Linked DNA regions of Mus musculus: all the other regions are linked to region 2. The links are chromatin contacts, called in public HiCAR-type and promoter capture Hi-C maps. All regions are on one chromosome and are shown on one strand. Each heading gives the region's core, a stretch centred on a gene start, on an enhancer-like site or on the middle of the called end of the contact. The rest is flanking DNA. Distances are from core to core; before and after follow the strand shown.

Evidence for each region. Promoter capture Hi-C pulls out the DNA fragments that hold promoters and counts their contacts. HiCAR-type assays count read pairs that join an accessible place to other places.
Region 1: a contact with region 2 is called in a HiCAR-type map of kidney, with 4 times the contacts expected there. The contact joins the enhancer-like site here to the promoter of Ces1d in region 2. A contact is called at or near these places in 5 of 39 promoter capture datasets (embryonic stem cells, epiblast stem cells, liver and 2 more) and 1 of 115 datasets of contacts at active chromatin or transcription factors (kidney).
Region 3: a contact with region 2 is called in a promoter capture Hi-C map of liver. The contact joins the promoter of Ces1g here to the promoter of Ces1d in region 2. A contact is called at or near these places in 14 of 39 promoter capture datasets (the 3T3-L1 cell line, 3T3-L1-derived adipocytes, cranial neural crest and 8 more), 1 of 484 Hi-C or Micro-C datasets (liver), 1 of 115 datasets of contacts at active chromatin or transcription factors (liver) and 1 of 9 other capture datasets (adipose tissue).

Annotation. Positions count from the first base shown.
Region 1 is chr8:93,353,261-93,357,684 of GRCm38.p6, reverse strand. It overlaps Ces1h (carboxylesterase 1H), which reads left to right. Exons shown (of 14, transcript NM_001370830.1): 10 at 188-268; 11 at 537-684; 12 at 4,113-4,244. Among named protein-coding and RNA genes, the nearest start is that of Ces1g, 18 kb to the right of the region's middle. Within about 2 kb of position 2,339, at least 1 of the 459 cell types and tissues checked has an H3K27ac peak or open chromatin away from gene starts, as enhancers often do. A contact at or near this core is called in kidney, where this site is marked.
Region 2 is chr8:93,194,648-93,199,482 of GRCm38.p6, reverse strand. Ces1d (carboxylesterase 1D) reads left to right here and starts at 1,679. Exons shown (of 14, transcript NM_053200.2): 1 at 1,679-1,815; 2 at 4,402-4,606. The coding sequence starts at 1,764.
Region 3 is chr8:93,334,032-93,338,926 of GRCm38.p6, reverse strand. It overlaps Ces1g (carboxylesterase 1G), which reads left to right and starts at 1,718. Exons shown (of 14, transcript NM_021456.4): 1 at 1,718-1,824; 2 at 3,703-3,907. The coding sequence starts at 1,773.

The DNA.
Region 1 (4,424 bases), core at 1,090-3,589, 160 kb before region 2:
AAGTGTCTTTATTTATTTCCTTAATTTCTATGTAGAAATCTAATTGTTTTATTGATTTTATCAAACTCATGGGAGAGCCACAGCCACTGAGGAGCAGCTAGAGCCTACATCCCACAGTAGGCAGGATGGTTTCCCTGGTTGTCTACTCCCGTTAACTCCCAAATACTTAACTCTTTTTTAAAAACAGATAATGGAATTTCCACCAACTGATGTAAAACTGGACAAGAAGGTCATCTCTCTGTTCCTGAGGAAGTTGGCGTATTTCTTTGTAAGCATCTTGTGATTTTTCTGGTAATTGGCTGAGGAGTTGGGCCAAATTATAGACCATTGCAATTTCAGAAAATGACTGACACAGGGATTCTGTACCTATTTTTTTTCCAACTTTCTGATTCTATCACCTCAGAAGGGATTTATACAGGGCCCAGAATTTCACAATTAACCCAGCCTTCGCGATTGGCTAGAAACAAACAAACAAACAAACAAACAAACAAACACACTGATCAGTTGGAGGTGGTCACTTTCTTCATCTGTTTCAGAACATACCAGAGGATGGAATTCCAGTTGCCATTGAGAAATACTCAAAAGGCACAGATGACCCCATCCAAAATAGAGTCTGGCTCCTACAGTTGATTGGGGATGTGATGTTTGGTATACCATCTGTGATTGTGTCTCGTGGCCACAGAGGTGAGTCAAACAGGTTGTATGGAAGCCAAAGACCTGCTTTGATCTCTATATATTTCACCTCTCAGGATAGACAAATGAAAGCTTCTTGTGGTGGAGGCCTCAGAGTTTGCTTCAGGAAGGACTCTGTTCTGTTCAGTTTCTGTAAGTAGTGGAATCCAATGGTGAGATGTAGATGTGAGCAGTGAATTCATGAGTTTATCCCAGGAAAGGTCACTGATGGAGATGAGGAGTGACCTAGGAAGGAGATGGAGGCCAATCAATGATGCACTGCTAAGCACATGCCCCCTGTGTGCATTTGGTGCTGCAGAACTCTGAGAGTAATCAGAAGATAGGTCTTAGGGTTATTCCATCTGAGCCGTGGGGGAGGGTTACTTACTAGTCATTGGTGTGCTTTGATTTGCTGCACACATAGACAAAATAGTTTATAGTGACCAGGGAAAACCTTGAGACAAAAGGTCTCCTGGTGTTACCAGTACTGGATATAGAAGAAGTCAGGCTTCTTTGCCCACGCAAAACACCTAACATAAACATGATGAAGGGAGAGAGACTTATTTGGGGCATGGTTTCAGTGTGCAATGATTAGATAGATTCTACTGTTGTGTCCTTGGGGTGAGACTCGACATCATTTTGGGGAGCACAGTGAAGCACACATGCTCATTTCATGGCACATAAGAAGCAAAGAGAAAGTAAGATGAAGGCGGTGGTCAGTAAAGCTGTATTTCCAAGGACTTGCCCCTAGTGGCACGATTTACCTTTAATATGTGGAAATACTATATGATGTTTGTTTGCTGATTTCCTTTCTCTGCTTTAATGTATTCTATTCACTTATTATTTGTAAGTACTTGGGGAGTCTATAGGGTTTCTACCTGTAGAAATGTGCTGTCCATGGACATTGTTGCACACACTGATTTCCAATTTGGATGCTTTCTTTTCCTTTTGTCACTGGTTGAGGTAGCCTTCCAGCCCTGTGCTGAATCAAAGGTATGTGCAAGGTAATCTTTGTCTTGTTCCAAGTTTTAGAGAAAAATATTTTCCTTGTTGTGGACAATGTTGGCACAGGGACTCTTGTATATTACCTTTATTATGTTAAAATACACTCTATCTCTCTCTTATTTGGTGAACACTCTTACAAAAGTTGAATTTTATCAAATACATTTTTATGCCTGTAATGAGGTAACTGTTTTTGTCTCTCTGCCTGTAACATGATATAGCACAGTTCCCATGTATGTTAAACTGGTATGTATCACAAGTCCAAGTTTGACCATGGTAAATTATCTTTCCAATATGTTGTTAAATTGGTTTGCTGGTGTTCTGCTGAGTATTTTTCCATATATGTTTATTAAGGACTTTGGTGTAGTTTTCTTTTCTTGTAGCACTTTGCCTTATTTTTAAATGTGTGTTATTATGTCTTCCTGGGAAAGAAACTGGAAATGTTCTGTTTACTTTTGAAGAGATTTGATGAGAATTTGAGATATTTGGTTCTCAGTTCTTTAAATATTTGTAACTACCCTTTGGGGAAATCATTATTTTTTTCTCAATGAAAAACTTTAATCATTAGCTCAAGTTCATTCATCATTAATCTCCAGACTGCTTGTTTCTCCTTAGTTCAGCTTTGGTGGGCTTTATTGAATTAATAGTTTACCTGCTTCTTATGTGTGATCCAATCTGTGTTCCTATTATTGTTTGTAATAATATCACATTATCCGTTGAATTCCCATGGCATCTAGTGTAAGGTCTCTTTCATTTATGATTTTCTCTATTTGATTCTCCATTGATTTTTTTTGGGGGGGTGTTTGTGGATCTAGCTAAACTTTGCCTTATTTTTTATCCTAAAACAAACAAACAAACAAAAAACTTTTAAGCCTTGATACTCTCAGAAATCTGTTTCTCTCTGCCTCCCACCCCTCACCACTTCTCTCTGGCTATTTAACTCAGTTCCTCCGACATTTTAGATGAGCATTCTGCCATTGGCTGCAGTCTCAGCCCTCATAGGGAATCTCTGTCTGACCTTCATTTGCTCCCTTCTTTAGCTTTAGGCTTAGTTTGTTCTAGTTCCTGGGCTCACACCACGAACTTCATATCTTTTATGTCAGAATTCATATCATTTTGCAAGGACAATTTATTTTAGCCATAGATTATTTGTTTTAGATAGAGTTGTCAGTGCTACTTTTATCTTTTAATGTTAGGACTTGGGATCCACTTGCTGTTTGCATGACCGTTACAGTTCTAGTGTGTCCCAGATTCTATTTAAATCTTTGACATTTGAGCTAACAGGTTTCATGTTGTTCATTAATATCTTTTTACTTCACCTTAAAATCTCTACGAATTTTTATAAGACATGTCTATAGTTCTCAATTGCATATGTTTTTGTTTATTTATTTCTGTTACAAATGGCATCTTTATACACAATGGTATCTCCGAGACATGAAAGATTGATTATTCCATCTCTGCATATATTTAAATTTTAATAAGTTCTGCCACAGAGAAACTTGTATATTCATTTTTATTACCACACCATTGACAACAAAGAAGTAGAACTAGCCTAGATGTTCAAAAATGGATAAATGGAGTAAACAAAACGGGGTATATACACAATGAAAGTTTATGAAGAAAATACACATGATAATTTCAAGAAAATGGATGGAACTGAAAATCAGGCTAAGTGAAATAAAGTTGGCATAGGAAGACAAATATGGTGCATATCCCCCTATATGTAGAGGCTAGATTTACATTTTTATATATGTGTGTATGCGGGGAGAAACTAGATAGAAATAAAAACAAGAAGAAAAGAGGAAATGTTAAGCAAGGGAAATAAGGAAGAGGATGATATTATACATGTGTTCTGAAAGTAGAATAAATGGTATTGTCAGAAGGAAGAGGACAAGCAAGGATATAGAATGAGTGTGAAGGAGGGCAGTGGGGGAAAGAAATTAATCAAACCCAATATGTATGGAAATATAACAATGAAACCTATTACTCTTATGCCCACTTATAGCATTAAGCAGTTAACGAATTTTAAAATGTAATATTAGTAAATATTTTAAAAATCATAACTAACACTTTCAAGCAACTACTTGAATTTGCTTTACACTCCTGGAAATGAGTGAGCAAATCGTGGGGAATGTTCAGAGTCTGAATGGGAGACACTTAGTAGGCTGTAGATTTTCTTGTGAGCCAGCGCCTTCCCATTACTACCTATCTGCTTTGGTTTTGGGTGCATTTTCTTCCTTAACTTTTATGTCCATGAATGTCTGACTCAAATACCACCTCTACCTGCTCTTGTTAAGCAGCCTCAAGCACATTCAGGTGATTCACTGACAGAGTTCTGCTTTGCTGATGACCAGAGGGTCCTTCACCAGTAGAAGCCTTTATAGCATCCAAGCACACACCTAATCAGATGAACTGTACACGACTCCATGTCTTCCCAGATGCTGGAGCCCCAACCTACATGTACGAATTTCAGTCTCGTCCAAGCTTCTCATCAGAATTGAAACCCAAGACAGTGACTGGAGACCATGGAGATGAAGTCTATTCTGTCTTTGGTGCCCCGATTTTAAGAGGTAATGGTGCTTTGATCCCTGTGTGCTTGTGATTCCAGTCTGCCTCCTGTGGCCCTGAGAACATTTCTCCTCTCTTAATATCCATTCCCCAACTCACAGTGACAGGAATGAGCTAAACTGTCAAGTGCCCAGCCTTTCTTCCACACCAGCATACACGATGAAATGTATATACTCACAGAC
Region 2 (4,835 bases), core at 430-2,929:
AGACGAAAAGAAAAACAAGCAAAGCAAAGCAAAAGAAAACACAAACTCACAACAACCTACTGAGAGTAACGTGCAGCACGAATCCAGCCAATAAACCCAGAGTAATGTGCAGCAGGAATCCAGCCAGTAAACCCAGAGCGAGGCAGTGTGATTGAGCTGGAGACTTGCCAGTACACCCAGTGGCCAGTGGCCAGGAAGGATACAGTTTTAGTCTACCTCTCCCCCATCACACTCTGTGTCTGTTGTGCCAGCACCACATATCACAACTCCACTCCTCCTAGCGGGCAAAACAAACCTGTGCATACCACCCTGATGTATACCACCACCAGTTCAGCCCAGGTATGGCTGTAAAGATAACAGTGATGCTGCCTGTGCCAGCTTATTCTAGTGATCAAGGTCTCTGAGGGGTTTCAAATGACTCCAGTCACAAAGTACCCTGCTGCTCATGGTGAGAAACTCAACTACAATTTGTGAGATTCTGTGCTCTCCTTCCACTGTGTGAATTTAAGTACATTCATTGATGAAATAGAGGGAAGAGGGAGAAGGTTGAAAAATTCCTTAAATGAAATGAAAATGGAGATACAACATACAGAACCCAGATAAAACAGAAGTACTTCGGGAGGAAATTCTATATCATGAGTAACTACAGTCTCATGTCTTTAAGAAGATATAATTATGCATCAAATGGACTTGAACCCTTCCAGAGCTGTAGAATGTCTATTATTTTATCAGCTCACTACTATTTTACGTCAACTATTTTTTTCCAAAATGGATCTGTCAAAGAGATTTGATCTTAAAGAAATTAAAGATTTCTAAAATCAAACAAATAACTTAGTAATGCATCCTGAGAACTTAAAAATAAATGATTAGATGAAAGAACCAAAATACACACCAGAGGAATGAAAAGAGGTACCCAAACATGAAAGTATGAAGAGGCTACACTGCTGGAATAGGCTAGGGTCAGCAATTGCATAGATGCACTGACCCACCTGCTGTTGTACACTCCCATGAAAAGGGAGGCCATGCGCTTTGGCAATGTTTGAAGAATCAGTGTGTACGTGTATGCATGGATGGTTAGAAGCAAGGATTGTTGCCAGCGGAGTTTGTTTCCTACATGAACATTATGTCCAAAGGTTCTTTCTCTGGTAAACTTCCTTGAACCTAAGTATGCACCGTGCCCAGCCAGGTCACTTGGCAGGAATACTACAAACTTAATTTAGGAATCCTCTAAAGGTTGGTAGAGTGTGAGTTCCCTTCCTAACTCGAGAGTATGGATTCTAAGACATGCAGGTCCAGGAAGGCTGTGAAATGTGTCCGTCCTCACATCCCAGCTGAGCAGAGCTTTGTAGAAGGACCCCAGAACAACACTTCCCACTACCTGCAGGCACCTGGCTGCTGCTGTCTGCTCTTGAGAGGTCAGGGTGCACTGAATTGAGGTGAGAGTGCTGCAGGGAGAGGTGCTTATGTAAGAAGCTGTTGGATGGGTTTCTGGCCACTTGTAATCTGAGTACTGGGCACTGACTGTTCAGATAAAAGTGGGTAAACTCCTAGTGGGCGTGGCTTGGAGGGCCCAACTGACACCCAGAGAGCTCTTTGGAAGGAAGAGTTTTTTTTTTTTTTTTTTTTTTTTTTTTTTTTAAGCTTAGATTACATAACTGAGCTGGTTGAGCAAGACTTAAGGAGGCGGGTCCCCTGGTCCACAACAGAAGCATTGCTAAAGCAGCAGATAGCTCAGAGACCCACAGAGCCCTTGTCCTTCCACAATGGGCCTCTACCCTCTGATATGGCTTTCTCTTGCTGCGTGCACAGCTTGGGGTAAGTTCTTCTGGGTTACAAATGTCTGTGTGTACATTTTCAGTCTTTGTTCTGGGCACAATGGGCAATGCTGTGGACAAAATAGTCCAGTCCCTTGGTGAGTTTTGCTTTCTGCACTTGAAGGGGTGCATCAAAGTCCGAAGAACTTGACTCCCACAGAGACAGAGAGGAGGATGGACACTGGGATACCCAGCTATAGGAGGCACAGGAGAGCTGAAGAAGGATCAGGCTGCTTCCCTGTGATTCTTTGTCAAGTTGCAAGCAGGTCAGAGAGAGAGAGGCTGAGCAGAACATGGAAAGCATAAACTCAGGAGCCAGCCTTATATCTGGCTCCTAATCAATAACTCCAACTTGATATCCTAAAGTTTGCAAAGCCTGGGTGATACAGTGACTAGGGAACCCCCACCTTTAAAGCAGAGATGACAGGAGTGCCTTTTTCACTGAGGACAAAAAGAGCGGTTGCTTCTGCTCTGGGTCCAGAGGGTAAGTTAGGTTAAAAGGTAGGCAAAAGGTTTGGCTGAAAACGTAATGGATTAATAAAAATTACAACGTGCTTAAATCAGACAATTGAGATGATGGTGTTACACTGAAGCTCCCACAAGGCAGGGACAGGTCACAGGGATGGTGTAAAAGAGGAAACAATGAGGTTAGTCAGGAGGCCAGGGCAGCGGAGAGACCGGGCAAGCAAGAGCCATTGTTGTAGTTTCACCTGAAAAGAAGAGAGGAGTGAGGTGGCATGGGGTGGAGGGGGCGGTTACATGGAGTTCTTTGGGAGGTTTGGGGGATATAGGACTTTGTTTGGGTTTTTTGATGACTAGATCTTAGAGATCAGGACAGGTGGGTGGCCCAGGCAGGAGACTTAGATAAGGTGGGGGATGGGACCCACATTAGTTACACCCTGGGGATTCCAGTTCCCCCAGCCTGTAATGTCACCCTGTTTTCACCTTTTTACAGTCAATGCTTGGTGCTTTGAAATCTTGCCTGCTCTCCTGGCAAGGCCTCTTTGAGAAATTATGTAAAGAGAATGAATGTGCCTGGGCACAGAGCAAATGTTCCGTATTGCACTCTGATATTACACAATTTTAAATACATAACTACATAATATTTGTGCCATTGCTGTATATCCACTTGACGCAGGAATATGACCCCAGATAATCTGTTTCTACCCACTTCACGGTGGACCATCACCGAGCTGACAAAGCCTACCCCAGGCGTTTCTCCTCAGGCTTCACCCTCCTTCACCTCTTAGAAGTGCTGAACACATATCAGCATCTTATCCCATTCTCCATGGTCTTTCAGAATATCGTAAAGTAGATTTTGTATGTACATGTCTACCAGAAAGTTCATCGTTCTTTGTAATAACTAGTAACAACAACTTGAATATTCACAGTATGCATCTGGCTGTTGATAGCATGTGACATAGAGGCTGGATTCCAATGAGGAGTTTTCAGTTCTAGTGACCACTTCCCACTAAATTTGGAAATTTCCTGTCTTTTCTGGCCACAAGCTTTGAGGAAGAATGACATCTTGTCTAAATTCAAAGGCCCTACCCAATGAGGGATGTTCTCACAAACTGAGGCCCCTGAGGTCAGACAAAGAGGACACCAGGGGAGCCATGACCAAGTGTCTATAAGTCCACCAACCATGTAAAGAAGGACCAAGTTGGTTTGTGCAGGTCCCACAATGGATAGAAGAAGAGTGAGGATACTGCAAAGACTGTCTGTTCTACAAGAATAGAGGCAGTAGGGTAAATGTTTTTGATGCCCAGTCTCTCTTACCTGGAAGACCATGCTCAGAACCCCCAAGAAGGTTTTAGAAGTGTGTTGTCTGCTTTACCACAGAGCTATTTCTGCTGCTTATTTGTTTGCTAAGTAAAATCCAGCCCCTTACTCAGTCCTCCAGGGTCTTCCCTGGTGTGTTCTTTCTCTTCCAGGATTACCTTTCTCTGTCCTGGACTCCTCCTGGTGACAGTCATAGGGCACCCACCCTTCCCAGCTTGGCTGTGTGCTGTCTGTGAGCCACAGCACCCTTTCTCATTCCTGCAATGTCATACCCACCTCTCTCATCCCCTTAGCCTCTCCCCACACTGTAAGTCACAACCCTTGTGTGACCAATCAGGAGACATCACTTTCTCTTCCAACTGCTGTATCCCCTTCCTGGCTCTACCCCAGGACAAAAATCTTATGCATCTCAATATTAAGTCGAGTGTATCTGTTGCCATGCCTGCAAGGTGAGCCCTCCTGAGGACAGGGAGGGCTCTTGTCCATCTTCTCACCCAGCTCAGCAACAGGATCCTAGTGGATGAACATTTCCAGTGGAAACCAAAACTCATCTTCATACTTGGTACCTCTCTTTCTGTAGTGACTTAGGCTGGATGCTTTTAAGACACCAATACACGTTAGTCTTTAATCAGTCCTCTGAGATGAGAACAATTGTCTTCACTCTAATTTTATGTAAGAAGCAAATGAGACCTGGAAGGGTTTGGGTGACTTTAGCAATGCCATCAGTCCTGAAGTGACAAACCCACCAAGAATCCAGGTCTATCTTTTCCTTACTGATGTGTTCCTATTTTCTCCTGTCCAACAGGGTACCCATCCTCACCACCTGTGGTGAACACTGTTAAAGGCAAAGTCCTGGGGAAGTATGTCAATTTGGAAGGATTCACACAGCCTGTGGCTGTTTTCCTGGGAGTCCCCTTTGCCAAGCCCCCTCTTGGCTCCTTGAGATTTGCTCCACCACAGCCTGCAGAGCCCTGGAGCTTCGTGAAGAACACCACCTCCTACCCGCCTATGTAAGCCCCTGGGGTAGGCCTGTTTCAATATAAAGGGGATGAAGATAATTTATTCTTCTGTCTTGAACCTTGATGTTGCTTGAAAGTGGGTGAGTGGAACTACATGAGTGACAAGAACAGTTGAGGGTGACTTTAAGTTCTCATGCCTAGGTCTATCCAGCCTCCTAGTCACCACTGAACAATCCTTTCCCCCTGCCCCACTCAATCTTTGAGCCAATAGAAAAGCCCA
Region 3 (4,895 bases), core at 469-2,968, 140 kb before region 2:
ACAGTAACTAGAGATGGGACTCTTATAAATGAGGAAAATATCCTTAGAGAGTTGAGATCATTGAAAATCTTGAAGGCTCGACTGATTCAAGGCTTTCTCAGAAGCCCTAATGTATAGAGAAGGAACATAGCTCTTTCTCTAAACCAGGAACAAGTTTGGCAGAGCCAGTAATAGCCTGAACCCAGGGACATGAGAGCTTTTTCCTGATGTAGGAGAAGGAACACATTTACTTATCTAAAACCAAGAATTTACTTAGTAGAGACATTAATGGCTTGGATCCAGCACCTTGGGGAAGCTGTGGCTTTGGATCCTGAAAACCTAATTCTTCCTTCTATATTTATGGTTACAAGTCCCAATGCCACTGTGTGTTGGTCTCAAGCTTTTCAGATACCCTGCATTTCTCTTTTGCAACATTGCTTGATTAACTTCCTGCTGACTTCATCTCATTGTAAGATTGTTTCTGCTGGCTCTATCTGATTTCTCTCCCAGGGATAGTATATAAGATGCTATACTTCTTAGTAAATTTGCTTGGCATAACCCACTGCTTGTGTAAGATTTCTTAAGCCCATCTTTTCTATCTCCTTAACTCTGACACCCTGCACCTTGTTTCTCAGGACTCTATCATTCAGGAATGAATTGCTGGCCTAGGTCAGAAACCCACATGGCACAAAAGCTCAGAGGTTAGCCAGCTGGGAGGAGAACAGGGATAAACAAGAAGGGTGTGCGAGGGCAAAGTGGGAGGAGGACAAAAAAGGAAATAAATTTAAGGCATATTTATGAAAGTGCCACAATACTGCCTACAAATGATTTTAAAGAAGATACTGTAGACCCTTAGGCAGAACAGAACCCCAAACACATAGCTAAATTAGAAAATGATGCTGCACATGTTGCCTTGGTTACATGAGTGTGGGGCAGTTTAGTCTCTCACTGAAGAAAACTACATTCACAGATATCTGGGGGTGGGGGTGAGGGTGGTAATAGAGTGCTAGGCTTGCAGTTTTCCTTTCCCATTTTCTTTCCTGTAGAAGGAAATGCTAGTCATTGTGGTTAATGTTTGAATAATGGACGGATAATGAATAGGCAGATAATTAGACTATGGAGGGATACCTACTATGGGGAGAAACTGTCTCCAAACCCCTGTTCTTTAAAATAGTGATCTCTCTGACCTTAGAGTAGAGTAGAAGAAGACAGAGCACTTGATAGGAGTATTGTAAGGGCAGTATTTAGACATCAGCAGACCCTGGATAAAGTATAAAGACCAACCATGGGTCTAGAACTCAAGGAAGCACAAGCCCAGGGATGCCAAGAGATGTATTCAGATCATGGATCTGAGATGTTTGGAGGTTTTGATTTGTTCTAAAATTTATCATTGTTTACTGGAGATGTCAAATCAAAGCTTTTCCCTGTCTGAAGGCCTGCTGTGCTACTCTCTGCCTTTGGGAGGCCGACAGAACACTGAGGTTTGAATTCCAAAGGGGAGAAACATTATGTAAGATGTTCCTTGGTTAGTTTATGGACCTCTGTTATCTGAGAGCTGTCCAATGGCTGGTCAAATAAGAGAGAGAGTTTGTTTAAACTCTAGGTCGGTGTGACTAAGAAGTCCCATTAGGCGCCCAGAGAGCTCTCAGTCAGGAATTTTCATTTGGTGATTCTATGCAAATTGGCTTAGTGGGCAGGATTTCAGGCATGAGTTTATAGCTGTGGGGCAGGATCAGTGCATTATCTCCACCACCAGACACCTCACTAGACCCCAGAGCTGCTATTCTTCCATGATGTGGCTCTGTGCTTTGAGTCTGATCTCTCTCACTGCTTGCTTGAGTCTGGGTGAGTACTTCCGGGTGCACATTTGAAATTCTTTGTCCTGGGCCTTGGTGAATGCAGATGCATTCAGGAAAATTAAAAACAGATCCCATTTCTTAGAGGTGTTCATCCGCCAGACATGGACAGAATACACCAGTTACTCTAAGCTGAGGGCTTTGGAGTTTTATGTCCTTGAGTGAGGAATTTAATTTTGCCGTGCCTGCTTCTTCCCCATTGGGTTGCAGTCCAGTGTGAAATGAACAATTTTCTGTAACACTCTGAATACCGGCTGGTCTAGGGGATATTATATATATATATATATGTGCTTTAAAGTAGAGTATATCCATAGGAAGTTTGACTTGTAGAATTAGCCAAGAACTGTTGAGCATTGAAAAGGTAATTTCTTCCTGAAAATTTCCCGAAAAGGGGTGGGGCAAAGCAACGAAGTTATGGCAGAGGGAGATGCACTGGGTTATTAAGAAGGCTGAGGCAGAATGGAAGCTGCTGTCAAAGGTCTTTGTCATGGTTTACCCTGGAAAGAAGAGGGGAGACAGGGGACAGTGATGTAGCCTTTCCTAGTTGGGATAATTTCAGAGAATTTGAAGATTTAGAAGTTAGTCTATAAATTTCTGATATACATCTCCAGATCATTGCGTAACTCTTTCCTCTCATTATAGAAGTGTCTACTATAGCATAGAATCTTGGAAGTCACACAAAATAGCAATGCTGTTACCTATGGACATTTTAACACATATGTGTCTCAGGAAAGATACCTCATTGTGTCTGGTAACCTAAAAGCAAAGAGACTAAGCATAGGGCTTTCCTCAGTGCATGGCATGATTTTTTTATAACACTGTTTATAGCACTATCAGCTACTCTTGATAACAGACACTCTCAAAACTATGGTGGGCTTGTTGCATTGTTAAATCATTGGCCTTGAAGGAAAAACATCTCAAATAAAACATACCTTAAGTCAGAGATCCACAGCAGGCAGAAAGAGAACAAATGAGAAGCTGTGGGGAGATGAGGGAAAGACTTCACAGAGCAAGAATAGAGCTGAGGCAGTAGTTATGCAAAAGTCCAATACCCAAATTTTCTCCCTCTGCATGATCATGCTTAATGTTATGACTCGCCTCTTCTAGAACCTGAGTGATCCCATAGCTATTTATTGTGATTATTTACCCACTACATAAAGCTCCTTAACTAGGTATTTGGTATCCTTCTTTACACATCCCCAATAACACAGGATTATAATCTCTCCCCTTGGACTGACCTGGTCATATTCATATGCCATTTTCTTTTCCCAGAAGTGCCTTGCATGGTGCTGTCTCTAGCCCTCTGTGCTCCATGCTTATTCTTCATTTACTCTCATTTTGTCATCTCCCTGCTCTTCTCTGAGTCTGATGTTCTCAATGATGACACCAGCCAAAAGGCCTCATTCATTCTAATTTCTGTATCTCTCTTTTCCTTCTCGAAAGTCCCAACCTCTTTATTATCTGAAGAAAGTGTGTCTGTGGTCCTTCTCATGAGGTCATCCTCCCAAGGGTTGGGCCACTGTTGGTCATTGTCTCATTCAGCACACAGCTCAGCACTGAGATATGGATAAATGTCTCCAGCGGTGTCTAAGAGAGAAAGAAAATGATATGTTTATTCACAATGGACTTTTTTTTTTTTTTTTTGCAACTACTTTGGTTAATTTTATACATCCAGTTCCAATTTTCTCCTTCCATCATCCTTCTGATATAGGAAGAAAATTTCCTTCATCTTACATGAAAAGAAGCCATGGCCTAGAGGGTTGAGGTAGTAGTTAAGCTCACATGCCTACAAAGTGACAAAGCCTGCCTGGAATCCAGGTCTGACCATTTCCCTTCTGTTTCATCCTCATTTTCTCTTGTCAAACAGGACACCCATCCTTACCGCCTGTGGTACACACCGTTCATGGCAAAGTCCTGGGGAAGTATGTCACCTTAGAAGGATTCTCACAGCCTGTGGCCGTCTTCCTGGGAGTCCCCTTTGCCAAGCCCCCTCTTGGATCTCTGAGGTTTGCTCCACCAGAGCCTGCAGAGCCCTGGAGCTTCGTGAAGCACACCACTTCCTACCCTCCTTTGTAAGCCACTGGGGCCCTGTTTGGGGACCTTGTTCTTATAAATTGAGCACCAACTTCCTGAATGTTTTAGATGTCTTTCTATTGCTGTGTAGACACCATGACCAAGGCAATTATAGGAGAAAGAGTTGAATTTGAATGGGGACTTACAGTGTCAGAGGATGAGTCCATGACCATCATGTCAAGGGGCATGGTAGCACTCTAGCAGGCATGATGCTTGAGCAGTAGGTGAGAGCTCAGATCTTAAAACAATCATGGACCAACGGTAGGGGAAGTAACTCAGAATGTTGTGCATTTTGAAACCTTAAGCCTACCCCCAGAGACACACCTCCTCCACCAAGGCCATACCTCCCAAACAGTTTCACCAAGTGGGCATCAAGTATCCAAATGCATGAGCCTCTGGAGGTCACTCTTATTTAAGACACCATACTAAGTAACTGTCCGTGAGGTAGTTGTCTAACATCTGTGCTTCAATTTTTATTCTATAAAATGGGGAAAATAATAAATGTGTGTGGTTCATGTGGGTCTTAAATGACTTTTGCTCATAAAGAGTAAGTGTTTGAATACTTGAAGGACTCCATAATTGCCTCCATTCTTCTCTGTGTTGGACCATTAAGTTCTCCTATAAGGGCAGCCATCCATGATTGCTAGGCTTTGGAAAAGGCAGAACCTTAGCAGGGCAGGGCAGCAGTACCCTTAGAGTTAATACTTTTTTTCCTGGACCTGGCATTTTGAGTCTCAGTAGAGGAATTTGCCCAAAATGGCCCAGCTTATTCGTGGTTGAAGCAGAACTATGATGTAGTTTTTCCTAAGCTCCCTTATAAAGCACAATTCCTGACCTGTGCAGTGTATGTGTTTGTTGTTAGAGATTGTGCCATTGGTTGAATGAAAATATCTCAACGATAAGGACATGTTCTTCTGATGGAGTACCACATCAGTCTATCGCCCATAATAGAAAGCTCAGCAGAGGCTTGGACACAACATCTATCCT